Linked DNA regions of Mus musculus: all the other regions are linked to region 1. The links are chromatin contacts, called in public ChIA-PET and HiChIP or PLAC-seq maps. All regions are on one chromosome and are shown on one strand. The core of a region is the stretch at or near the end of the contact, and the rest is flanking DNA. Distances in the headings are between cores, read along the strand shown. Region 1 has its middle 100 kb from the start of Gas7. Region 2 holds the start of Gas7 (growth arrest specific 7). Region 3 has its middle 23 kb from the start of Gas7.

Region 1 (4,271 bases), core at 684-3,183:
AATGGTAGAGCCTTTGCCGGGCATGCATAAAGCCCCGGGCTCAACCCCAGCACACTAATGCCTACTTAATAGTCAATGAATATAGGAACCTCAGCCTCAACATGTCCAAAACAAACTACAACCCTTCTCCCAAATCTGCTGCTTACGATCCTCACTTCTTGTACTCACTCCTTCCTGTCTCTTAAGCCAATAAGCTTCGCTCTGGAACCATTTCCACTTATCTCTCAAGCTTTGTCCATCTGGTTGATCCCAAGTCCCATAGTCTTGCCTTCAAAACTCGACTGTGTTAGCCCTCTCAATATCAGCAACCTTGGTCAAAGCCAACACGACTCGTTGCTTGCATTACTGAGATAGGACTTACCACTCATCTCCCTCCTTCTGTCCTTCTGTCCTTCTGTCCTTCTACCTTGGTTTCCTTCATGGTCCAACCTCACAAAGCAGCAGAGTATCTCTTATAAGATGACCAAGACTTTCCTCTATCAAATCTGATCTAAAGTCAGGCATGGTGATGCGTGCCTTTCATTCCAGCACTTGGGTGGCTGAGGCAGATGGATCTCTGTGAGTTTGAAGCCAGCCTGATCTATACAGTGAGTCCTAGGTCAACCTTGCCTACATAATGAAACCCTATCTAAAACAAGTAATCTTTTAAAAAAGATATTCTAATTAAATGTCAGGTCTCCACTGTGCTGGTGGCCAGGGGCCCCTCTGATCTCTCAGTGCCTCTCCATAGTGCTTAGTCCCCCACACATCCATTTGCTCTAGCCACACTAACCTGCTGTCTATGCCAGGATGCTCAGGCCTCTGGGTTTTTGCACATTCAAATGTTTTCTGACTGGATAACCTTATTCCAGAAATCCACATTTGCATTTGTTCCCCGAGGTCTCAGGGACAACGCTCAGATGTCCACTCCTAAAGACACCTTGTTTGTCTATCCATCTAAATCTACAAATTTCCAAGTCACCAGTCTACTTAGTTTTGACGGCTCTGTTTGTTGTCTCAAACTAAAGCAGATAGACGAGGGCTGCAGAGCAGGGACCCCGTGGAATCTGATCATGGTGGTCTCCAGCTTCTGGGCTCCAGCTTGTGTAATGAGCAACTGCTCCAGGAGCAACCTTTCTGGCTTGTTTTGTTTGTGTTTGCGGTTGTTTGTTTGTTTGTTTGTTTGTGAACAGGATCTGCTGTCCAAGATTTTCCTAACTTGGGCTTTGAGCCTTAGGGATATAGTCATGTCTAGGCTAAAGAATCCCTTATCTTATCAGATATCTGAGGGGACTTCTAAAAGGGAAGAAAAGGTATAATGGCTCTTTAATGGTGACTTCAAGTCACCCCAGGGGATTTCTTTCCCTCAGAGCACTCCCAACTGTGCCAGCTCCCACTCACCCCACTCACCGATCTTAGCAACTCTGAGGCCACTAGGCACTTTCAGTTGTTGGGCCAGCAAAAGCCACTGGGAATCAACTGTCTTCTAAGCCTGAGGCCCAGCCAAGAGAAAAGATCCTCTAACTCCCAGGCATTTCTCTCCAGCTTTACTCCAGCCACAAAGAGCTTAGTAGGATCTGCCCTACTCGGCTCCATTCACAGAAAACCCTAAAACTTTCTTTACCCCTTAAGAAAGAATCTTTTCCTGTTCTGGTTTGGAAGAAGACCAGAGGTGTTAAAAGCGAACATCTTGACTGAATTTCCTCCAGGCAAGCTTTCCCTGGGTTCTCCCTCCAGCACAGCAGCCTCTCCTGCCAGATGGAGCCTGAGCCAGGCTGCTGGAACTCTGTCCAAAGCAGCACTCCTGCGGAGCATCGGAAACTCTGTCCCAGGCTGCAGGGTCCTCCACAGCTGGCTCCATGCCTGTCACCAAGACACAGGGATAGCAGTTCCTTCGACCAGACCCTTGGAAGCAAATGAGGAACATACCAATTTAGAGGGAAATTGGCTTGAACGCTGTGGAGAAAAGAGGCCTCTGCACTGGTTGAGTCACAGGAAGAGCCACCTGCGACTTGCACGGAACTTCCTCCTGACTTGAAAAACCTTAAAATGTGGCTGGGCGTGGTGGCCCGTCTCTGCAATCCCAGCACTTGGGAAGTTGAGGTAGAAAGATTGTTTTTAGTGTGAGGCCAGCCTAGCATATATGGGAATTTCTAAGACAGTGTCTCAAAGGAAAAGAAGGTAGAGGGAGGGGAGGAGTAGGAGGAAGAGGAGGAGGAGGAGAAGGAGGAAGAAGAGGAGGAGGAGGAATCGCAAAAAGTTAGGGGAAAAATATTCTCCAAAATGAATGCAGACCAACTCCAGGACTCATTTCCCATCTCCCTAAATAAACTCAGCCACATGGTTCTTATCTGCTATTAAAACCAGACAGCCCGTGCAAGGGAGGATAAAACATAGAAGAACACTGGTTCCAAGCAGCGTTGGAACCTCCGGCTGTGTGGTCTGAGAAAACTCCACAGCCTCTCTCTGGGTCTTGAGTTTCTTTATCTGAGAACTGGAATCCACTTTTCCAGGCTGTTTGGAAGATTAGATGAGAACGCTCCCTGCAGTCATTAAGGACTAAACAAATGAAGCCTTTGACAACTTACAGTAAGCTCTGTACTGCTTATATTCACAAGTGTATGAGGGGCAAGCTGCCTATGATGGGCGACATCTGTAATCCCAGGCTTAAGGTTTAAGGATCTCCAGACATCAACAACTAGAGGCCAGCCTGGGCTACACAAGGAGAGCCTGTCTCAAAAACAAGACAAAGCAAACAAAAACCCCCAACTGGGCTAGTCTATAGGTTGACTGGTAGAGTGCAAGCCTGTCATGTACAAAGCCCTAGTTTCAATCCACAACACGGAATATATCAGGCATGGAGATAACACACACACGAGGGGAAGCACTCAGGAGGTGGAGGCAAGGGGAATCACAAGTTCAAAGTCACCCTAAACCACATAGCAAATTCAAGCTATCTTGGGCTAAATGAGGAGAGAGCAAGTCTATGAGAGACACCATGAACAAACACATTAGGGGAAATCAAAGACCACAGCTGTCACTTTCCAGAGGCTTCAGGACACAGCATTCCCAAAGCAACACGCCCATCTGCTGCTCTTCCCCAAGTATTCCCCAGGTCTGCTGGCTGCATTTTTCTACATGCCAAGAGCCCATCAACCTGCCTCCTTCCTGGACCACAAACAGCCTCAAGCTTGTCTGGAAACCAAGCCAGAGACAGGATGACACTGCTACGGTTCACATTCTCTGTCCTCTCACCCAGCTTTGGCTGATGCTCTGCCATTGCCATCACCCAGGGCTGCTGAGTGTGGCTGGACACAGAGACAGCCCTCCACTTTCTTCCAGCTGCAGGGCACTGAACGTAGCACATTGTCAGCAGCCCCAGGCCAGCAAAAGACAGAGAAGGAGAAAGGAAAGCAGAATCTAGACACATCAGATAGCAACCACAGATGAGGATGTAGCAAAACATAAAGGGAGAAATCAAAGAAAAGATGGGGAACCAAAACCTGATTGCATCTGGCATCTAGTGGTATTGCTGGAGAGCCCAACCTTGCACTCCCCGCCTGTGTCCCATAAGAGACGTTCTGCAAGGCTGAGCAAGCAAGGCAAGGAGCTGAAGACCCATTGAGGAGATGGGCAAACTGTGAATGGACAAACCTCTGGACCAGGGCAGAGCACAGATCTGTGTCTGTTGTCTCCTTCATCAAGTGCTTTCCCCAGAACCAGTAACTTTCATGAAGAGCCAACATTTGGAAAGGCAGAATTAACCACCAAAAATATCGTGCATAGTGCTGCTCACAACAGCCCAACAAAGAACCAACCCGAAAGTCTATCTGCTGATAGAGGGAAATAGAATACTATTCAGTCAGAGAAGGAAATGAGTCACTGTCACAGACTGCTATATCAGTGAACCTGAAGACACTGAAAACCAACCCACCAGCTATAGTTCTAAGGCATGCCTGCACTAGGCAAATCCACAGAAAGAGAAAATATATCAGTAACAGAGAAAGGTTGGGAGCATTGGGAAAGAGGAGGCTGTGGAGGGACTGCTTATTAAGTTCAAGGTGTTCTTGGGGTGGGGGGATAAAAATAATCTCTCAGACTTAAGAGTCAGTCATGATGTGTCCTGTCTGTGATCTCAACACTTGGGAAGCCGAGGCAGGAGGGTCACAAGTTTGAGGCTAACCTGAGAAACACTCTAAGACCTAACCTCAAAAGCATCAACTCGGAGACCTTTCTGGAATGAGACAGTGGGGATGGCAAAACCATGCTGGGGACATAACAGGTGCCACCAG
Region 2 (4,271 bases), core at 540-3,039, 100 kb before region 1:
CCGGGCTTCTGTCTCTGTTCCTGTCAATGTGTCACTAGAAGCCAGAGTCACACACCAGGCGGGTTCCAGTAGAGCCTGTCACCTAAGTAATAAGTATATCCACTTCACCACTATACCCTAGACACACAGTCCATTTCAACTTAGGCACACCCCAGCAATGGACCTGCACCTCCACGTGTCCCACATTGCTACAAGCTGGCCTTGAACCCTTCCTTGCTCTCAGGATACGAGTGTGCATGTTCTCTGCGGATCCTCCCTTCCTCCTCAGGGCTGATCAGGCCCAGCAGCATCTCCATAGCTTGCCGTAGTCCAATCTTGAGCATTCCTCACTTGGTTATAACATGATGGTCTAGCCTGTGGTCCTTCCAGCAGTAACTCTCCAAGGGTGGTCCTCTGAACCAGCATCACACGTGTCCTTTGGGAGATAACTAAAAATGTAGAATCCCAGTCTTGGCCCAGCACTACATCTGTGGGTCTAAGCCCCCCTGGACCATTCAGACACCGGTTTATTATTACAAAACTTCCGTATACATATTCTTGGGAGGTCAAGGGTCCCAGTTAGAGGATACTCTTGGGTAGCAAGCATTATTGTCTTCTCCTGGTCCCAGTTCAAGCTTCTGGGAAGGAATGTTCAAATCAGGGGTGCTTGGTGGCCTAGCAAGGTGGAGGAAGATTCCATGAAGGATCTGAGTAGCCTTGCCTTGTGAACTGGACCTCACAGCCACAGAGAACCTTAGCAGTGGGAAGGGGGATGCCATACAAAGCCTAGGCTAAAGGGCAGATCATAGGAAAGGCGACCATCCAGGCTCAGAGGTCAGCAAAACAAGGTTTTCTATCCCCACTATCTCAGAAAAGCTTCCACTGACAAACTGAGAGGAGGCATGTGCCAATCTGGAAACCGAGTTAGATGTCACTGCTGCCTAACTACCATCTGGGGAGCGGAGACACCCAAAGGCTCCCTTTACCTTCCCCTAATGCAGAGATTCACTGTTCTTCCCTAGATCTTGCACCTCAGAACTTTCCCGGTAAATCTGGGGCATGGGGGAGATGCCAGATGGGCAGGAAGAAGCCATGCTTTATATTTAGAAAAATATAATATATAATATATATAGAAAAAGAAGAATGGTACAAAGGTATAAATAAGTCCACAGTGGCTCTCTTCTCCATCACATGCCTTTAACTACCTGTCTCAGGTGAGCCTTCCCACTCCAAACACTCCTCTCCCATCTTTCCACACAACTCCTCACCCCACCCCACCCCCACCCATCGTTTACTCTCTGCCCATACCTCCTCTTTCTGCTCTTGTCTTGGGCACATATGCCCTCTTGGCACAGGGTCCACAGAACTTCCAGACTCACCAAGTACTATCCAATCTCACAGGGTCTTCAGAATCTCCTCTCTGCACTATGAAAGGCATTTTCACAACAGACAGAGAGGGTAGGTCAAGCATACTTCTGCAGGAGTGGTTCTTACCATGAGTGCTCAGCTGGTCCTTAAGGGCAGTTGCTATGGAAGAGATGCCAGGGCTGGTCTGAAGCCCCAGGCTCAGGACTGGGCTCCAGGCAACTTGTTCTGCATGGCACCTTCTGAGGAAAGTGTGGCTGAAGCAAGCAGCTGCCCCGGGGCCAGTGCGCTGAGCACCCTGGGGGATGTTCCTGTGGCTTTTCTCATCACTGACATCTCTGTTCTTTCACAAAGAACCCACTACATTGCACAGTTCCTCCCAAATCTGCTCCCGTGCCTGTTGGGAAATCAACAGCCCATGCAGGCCTTTCCAGATACAATTTCTAGAGGACTTCCCCTCCCACCCCCTTTCTCAGCCTAAAAAAAAATTGGCTTAGGTCAGAGCATACAATAGCCAAGCCTGTGTCACTGACCAGATGACTCCCACCCCAAGGCCTATGAACAAGGGCACCTTTGTCTACTGCATTTTAGACAGGACTCCCTGGGCCTGCCTTATCCCTGCTGGGAGAAGTTTCAGCCAACTTCTTCCCAAACCTAAGTCAGGGCTCTGGCTTGGGCCTGGCTCCAGCTGTGTGAATCCAAGGTCTGATAAAAGCCAGTATGAAAAGAGTGGAGAATTTCCAGAAAGAACGATTGTGTGAAACTAATCTCTGGCCTTGGCTTTCAATCTATGCTCACTATCTATCACCAAAGGCTGTAAGTAAAGACAGGGCTGGACCCAAGAGCAATGCTGTATCTACTACCAGTTATATAGGTTAGGTAGGGGCCTGGATCCCCAGTGAATCTGATGTCCTGTTTAAAAGCTTTCTGGAAGCTGGGGAGTCAGTTCTGTGGGGAGAATGTTTGTTGAGCTAGCATGAGAACCTAAATTCAGATCCCCAGAACACAAGAAAACCAGATATCCACAGTAGAATATGTCCATAACCACAGAGGTTTTAGGTAAGACAGAAGATAGGCAGGAAATCTGGAAGCTCCTGGAAGCTCGTGGGCCAGGTAGCCTGAGGTGTGGAAGGACAAACAAGAGATATCATCTCAAAGGAGGTGAAAGGCAAAGATTCGCAGCTGAGATAGGCATGCCATGACACACAGATGGCTGTGTTCACACATGCACACACACACATATGTGCACATACAGATGTACACACAGATAGACAAATAAACAAACAGAGGCCTTCTGGAGCCATTAAAGTTTTAGCACTCAGATTGTATATTTCTGTTTACTTTCTGTTACAAACTCTGGGATTTTAGCAACTGATTGCTTTTTGTGTGTGTGCTAGGACTCGAACTCAGGGCCTTCTGTATGCTAGATGAGCATTCTACCAAGAGGCTGCAGTCCCTGACTGGTTCTTTATATAGGATTATGTAAATCAGGTTACCACCCAGCAATGGAGTCAGTCCAGGGTCTCAGTGGTGCTGCTGTTACACTGCTCTGAGGTCTCAGACAAGGCAGGCAGGCTTCAGGTTTTTCCCAGAGGTTAAGTAGAGACACTTGAGTATCTTTCTAAATGGATGCGAAGGGAAAAATAAAACAGCACTTGGTGCAGTGAGGACACTGCGCACACTCGGTAAGAGCTGCTGCCGTGTTTTTATTCTCACAGTGGCTCAAAGTGTGGGAGACAGGCAGCTGTCCCCGAGCACAAGACAAAGTCTACATTTGATAACAAAAAGCAAATAAGCCGAGTGAAAAATCAGCACAGGTCATCCTTCCAAAGTTATAACATGGCCTGTAAGGAGACAAAAAGATGCTCAACATCATGGAAATATTAGGGAAATGCAAACCAAAACTACAGGAGTTATCACCTGCATCACTTGGGTTCTGGATACACACCCCAAAGAGTTGAAAGCAATGTTTTGAAGAGATATTTATACATTCTTATTCGTGACAAAAATAATCCAAGTGTCCCTTAATGGATAAATGTATAAACAACAACAAAATGTTGTTTAGGTCCTGGGGAGATGGTTTAGTGGTCAGTGTACCTGTTGTGCGATCATGTGGACCTGAGTTTGGGTTCCCAGCACTCATACGAAAAGCCAGGCATGGTCACGTATGTCTGTAACCTTAGTACTAGCGGGATGGGGGCATGAGGCAGAGGCAGGCAGAACCCCAAAGCCTGCTGGTTAGTCAGTCTAGCCAATCAGAGAGCTCTAGGTATAAGAGCCCATATCTCAAAAAATGTAAGGTAGAAAACAATTGAAGTAGACACTTATCATTGGCCTCTGGTCTACACACATGCACACATGCACCCCCCCACACACACACACAAACTTGAACACACACATACACAAGTTATGTAACAATAATAAATACAATGGAGTATTATTCTGTCTTTAACAAGGAAGGCACATTCTGCCATATGCTCCAACATTATGTTTATTTTACACTATGCTAATTGAATTAAACTCATCAAGATGGATACATTCTATGTGAGTCTTCTTAGATGATGTTCTTAGATCAGCCAAACTTGGAGACAAGAAGGAGACTGAAGAATGGAAAGTTACCTGGTGGTCCAGTTTTAATTCTGTAAGATGAAAAGATTGGCAGATGGATGGTGATGGTGACTGCATACAGCATAAATGCCTTTAATGTCACTAGACCCTACTCTTAAGCATGGTGACAGTGGGAGATTTTATGTTACCTATATCTGCCAACAATTTTTTAAAAAGGGGTTTGTGATGGGGACAAGTGGTTGGACTTAAGGGACCATGGGTCACTATTTCAGAAGATACACAGGTATAGCATCTCCAGCAAAGAAGTTATACACAGAGGAAAGCCAACCCCAGTCCCTTGGTGAGGGGAACTAGGAAGC
Region 3 (4,271 bases), core at 670-3,169, 81 kb before region 1:
ATGCTCACAGTTTCTGGGACCAATGGCTTCAGCTTGGGTAATTAGGAGATCTTGTGCCTTGGCCAGAGCAACGATTTCAATGATGTGCCCATGACCCAAGACAGACCTATGAGAATGAATCCTTAGACCCTGGTTGGAATTATTAAGGAAAAGAGGTATTATGATGAGAAGCAAGCTTGAAAGTTGAGGGTGGGTTTCCAGACAGCTCACCAAGGAATAGAGTCAATGGAAAAGACAGGGATGGAGAAAAGAGAAGGAAGAAGCAAGGGCAAAAACTTTGTAGTGTGCTAACATTTGCTAAGCTACCTGATCAAACCTTGTCTGAAGCTAAACTTCCAGGGAATGATCAGTTATATCAAGCTGGAAAATCCTTTTTCCTTGAAAGTCAACTTGAGTAGGATGTCCACTAAGAAGTGATAGAACTCAGCTCTTGCCTCCTTCAGCTCCTGGTGGCTGCTCGGTCCTCTTACTGCTGTGTCAGCCTCTGGCTTCCTCAACATGCTCTTCCTTAAACATTCGAACTCCTATCTCAACCTTAGCCCCCTGCCAAGGACACTTGTGATTACATCAAGGTTTACCGAGATAACCCAGGGCAGTTTCAAGAGCCTTAATGTATGTAATACATCTGCTAAGACCTCTTCTAACAAACAAACAAACAAACAAACAAACAAAAAATTCATGTTTCTGGGGATTAAGCAAAGACAGATCTGTGAGAGCCACTATCAGCTGCCCCACCCCCAACCACACTGAGTCAGGCTGCTGTCTGCATGTAGATCCTCATCGACATGTGCTGAGGAACCCCTTCCAACAGTCTCAACTCTGAGCTGAACCTGAAGACGGTGTGTGTCAGTCTCAGGACTTACATGCTCTGAGGACAGAAATGGCTTTGAGGAACGGTGGTGCAGAAACCCCTGGCTGATAGCTTTTCTCTGTGGTTTACAGAGGAAACAAAGACTGTGAACTGGGGTTTCCCAAAGTGTAGAAAGCCAGGGGGTTCCCGGAATGCTTGCAGCACTAAGATGAACCCTACACGAGGAGGTGGTTGGCCTAAGAGGTTCACTTTCTAAGTAGTTTTCTATTCATTTCATGGTCTATTAGTGAAAAAAGGGTAGAGCTTAAAGCCTAGGAGAACACTGATATTAGAGCATGACACTGTCGTGACCTTGCTAGCTAACCAACCCCGTACAAAGTACTGGCAACAACTACTATGAACTTGGGAGCTGAGTTCAAATCCACACCTGGCTTAGGCAAGATACTTGATCTCTCTGGACAATATCTGGAATAGGCAGTCCCCATGACAACAGAAATAATAGAGATGCTGTTATTAAGTTATACAGTGGTACGATTTAATTGGGCAGATGGACATGAAACATTGATGACTGCCCTGCTTTTGTGTATTCTGCTGCATGCCATAGCTCCTGCTCTTGTCGCTGGGTCCTACCATCATCCTTACTAGAATGTTCTAGTGAGATCTGATAGAATCAAGCATCCATCCCATGCCAGCTGGGTCTCCTCTGTCTCCTGTTATATTCTACTTCCCTCAGTTTTCCAACCAGTCAAATGGGTCCACTTCTCTAAGTCTCCTCCCGACCACCTAGAGGAAAGTCTGAACAGAGGCCACCCCACCAGTGGTCTCCACAGAACAACCTGACAACTCTACCTCCAATCTTAAGCCAAGGGTGTCTGAAAACTTCCTAGTCTTGTCCTGTTCTTCTGTCACAGCACGGTTGTTTGTTTGTCTGTATAGCTCTGCTTTCAAGACCCTGGCTCAAGTGGGTTGGAGTCAGGTACTAAACCCTTCCTGGTATTCTGAACCCTCGTTGAAAGTACATTTCTTAAGTGAGTCAGGTCCCCTGGAGGGAAGCAGATCTCAACATTCCTTAATCTTGACACTATCTCAGATGGTAGTCATGGTTACAGGCAAATAACGACCAGGGTGTGGCATCTTTGACACTGCCTTCACCCTGGTCACTAAGAGTGTTCTCCATCCTTCAGCACTTTTTAGTATGAGTCACAGCTGAGGCATAAGCCATGTGTGAAAAGCCCCAACAGGGCCTCCTGCTTCTCCTGTTCAGTGAGAAGTGAAGCCATATCACACCAGTACCCCGAGAAGGCAAGCCCCACCTTATTCGTTATTGAGAGACTGGCCCTCCTCAGGAGCAGCACTTGCCTCGTGGCACCTCTTCCTGTTTGGTTTAGGAAGGTCTTTTGCTGGTGCCGAGGCTGGTCTCAATCTGAGACGGAATATTGTGGGTCCTCTAGACCAGTCCTGGGTTTGATGGTTGGTTAATAGAACTCATAAGATTCGACACACTGTCTCTGCTCCTGGCTAAGGGCTATTTCAACAACAGGATACAAAATAACCCTCTGAAGGGCTGTGGAGACAGAGGCAAATCCTTGAGTAAATGAGTTGAGTTCTAGAGTCCTCCCCAGGGAATTTCTCCCAGCAGATAGAGTCATGTGGGGCATGCTGATCTCCCCCAGCAGTGATTGTGACAGAATGTGTAATTGTAATCACTGTCTACTAAGGAAACTCACGAGTCCCCAGGTCCAGTCTTTGCCACCCCTTCCCCAACCCTCCACACACAGGAGGATGTCAGAAAAGGACATCAAGTGTCCTGCTCTATGGCTCTCTGCCTTATTTCCTTGAGCCAGGGTCTCTTACTGAGCCTGGAGCCCAGTTGCCGCAATCCTCCTATCTCCTCCTCCCACAGAGCTGAGATAACAAAACACAGGGGTGGCCACGCCTGGCTCGTTTTGTTGCTGAGACTCTGAACTCAGATCCTCCTGCCTGTGTAATGTGCCCTCTGACCCAAGAACAATCTACTGTAACTCGAGGGTCCAGAATTATTATTAGGGGCTGGTTACACAGGCACCGTGTGCCTAGCATGTAGCCAAGCTGCAGGTTCTCAGAAGCAAAGCAGGTGTTTGGCATCAAGTACATGCATAGGAATAGTTTAAGAGATGGACCACTACCATCACTAGGAAATAGTGAAAACTTCTCAAACACTAGGTGAGGGGTGATATCACAAACTGGCCTGTTAAAGAAAGCAGGATCAGATATGCTAACGGCGCTTTTTAAAGATTCCTTTCTGTCTTTCTTTCTTTCTTTCTTTCTTTCTTTCTTTCTTTCTTTCTTTCTTTCTTTCCTTCCTTCCTTCCTTCCTTCCTTCCTTCCTTCCTTCCTTCCTTCTTTCTTTCTTTCTTTCTTTCTTTCTTTCTTTCTTTCTTATTTATTCACTTAGCATGAAGGATGCACATGCCATGGTCTGTACATGGAAGCCAAAGGGCAACTTGTTGGAGTTGGTTCTCTCTTTCTAACATGTGGGTACTGGGAACTGAACTCAGGTTATCAGGTTTGGCAGCAATCACCATAATCCACTGAGCCACCCCATCTGCTTCTATGCCATCTACTCTTCCTTTCCAGCGGTAGAATGCACCGCAGAATGGCCCTCCCCTGCTGTCTGGCCCCTGGCTGGCTAAATCCTGATAGCAAATTCTACACAGATGGCAGTTTCTGGAATGCCGTTGACAGAGTGCTTACTCTCCACAAAGCTCCCAGGTCCACGGCTGGCCTCTGCCCATTGTCAGTCCAGGAATGTCAGCCTCCAGGGTCAGTATGTCATGAGGATGAGAATTTTATGTAGCAGCAACAACCCCTGACAATGACTGCCAGGCACTGGGCCAAGCACTTGACACCCAAGAAGCTTGCTTTACTATTAATATCACTGTTTTATGATGGAGTCACCCATAGCCAGAAAACATGAAATGACTTGCCCAAAATCACGCTGTCAACAGGTTTGAACTCTGGTCCATTTGACCAGTGACCTTTAACCCCTAGATTCACTTACTTCCAAGAGCCTGTCTTTCCTTTGACCACCATTATAATTTTCAGCAAACTCAATATAGCTTTTCTTCTTTACTAATGGACTCATGCTTTTTTTTTCCTTTAAAGAATGTCGAAAATAAAGTGTTATGTTTACCTTCAAATAGGAAATTAGTGACATTTGCTAGAAACATGTAGTAACCATTAAAATGGTTACAGTGAAAATCTAGCAAGGATGTTCACCCTCGCTAGCTGCTGCTGGCTGCTGGGGCATCTGTCACCCAGCTCCACTCAGAGTCCTCGCCTTACCACAATCATGAACACTGAGGAAACACAAAGGAAAAGACTTCTCTCCATAGAAGTGTTGAGACTGAACGTCTTGCCCATAGATGATTATGTTAGCTTTCTGACACTCTGACAAAAAATAAATAAAATAAAATAAAAT

What was found. ChIA-PET counts read pairs in DNA pulled down with a chosen protein or histone mark. HiChIP or PLAC-seq counts read pairs in DNA pulled down with a chosen protein or histone mark.
Region 2: a contact with region 1 is called in an H3K4me3 HiChIP or PLAC-seq map of bone marrow-derived macrophages, with 3 times the contacts expected there. The contact joins the promoter of Gas7 here to the enhancer-like site in region 1. A contact is called at or near these places in 6 of 39 promoter capture datasets (cranial neural crest, embryonic stem cells, hippocampal neurons and 2 more), 5 of 484 Hi-C or Micro-C datasets (bone marrow-derived macrophages, cerebral cortex, neurons and 2 more), 4 of 115 datasets of contacts at active chromatin or transcription factors (bone marrow-derived macrophages, memory CD8 T cells and microglia) and 4 of 9 other capture datasets (adipose tissue, bone marrow-derived macrophages, liver and 1 more).
Region 3: an RNA polymerase II ChIA-PET map of memory CD8 T cells shows a contact between it and region 1, with 43 read pairs. The contact joins two enhancer-like sites. A contact is called at or near these places in 5 of 39 promoter capture datasets (cranial neural crest, embryonic stem cells, hippocampal neurons and 2 more), 2 of 484 Hi-C or Micro-C datasets (pre-pro-B cells and uterus), 2 of 115 datasets of contacts at active chromatin or transcription factors (bone marrow-derived macrophages and memory CD8 T cells) and 1 of 9 other capture datasets (bone marrow-derived macrophages).

The regions. Positions count from the first base shown.
Region 1 is chr11:67,479,988-67,484,258 of GRCm38.p6, reverse strand. It overlaps a transcript of Gas7 not described here. Among named protein-coding and RNA genes, the nearest start is that of Gas7, 100 kb to the left of the region's middle. Within about 2 kb of position 1,933, at least 73 of the 459 cell types and tissues checked have an H3K27ac peak or open chromatin away from gene starts, as enhancers often do. A contact at or near this core is called in adipose tissue, bone marrow-derived macrophages, cerebral cortex and 2 more, where this site is marked.
Region 2 is chr11:67,584,018-67,588,288 of GRCm38.p6, reverse strand. It overlaps Gas7 (growth arrest specific 7), which reads right to left and starts at 1,789. Exons shown (of 14, transcript NM_001109657.3): 1 at 1,474-1,789. The coding sequence starts at 1,476.
Region 3 is chr11:67,561,084-67,565,354 of GRCm38.p6, reverse strand. It overlaps a transcript of Gas7 not described here. Among named protein-coding and RNA genes, the nearest start is that of Gas7, 23 kb to the left of the region's middle. Within about 2 kb of position 1,919, at least 117 of the 459 cell types and tissues checked have an H3K27ac peak or open chromatin away from gene starts, as enhancers often do. A contact at or near this core is called in bone marrow-derived macrophages and memory CD8 T cells, where this site is marked.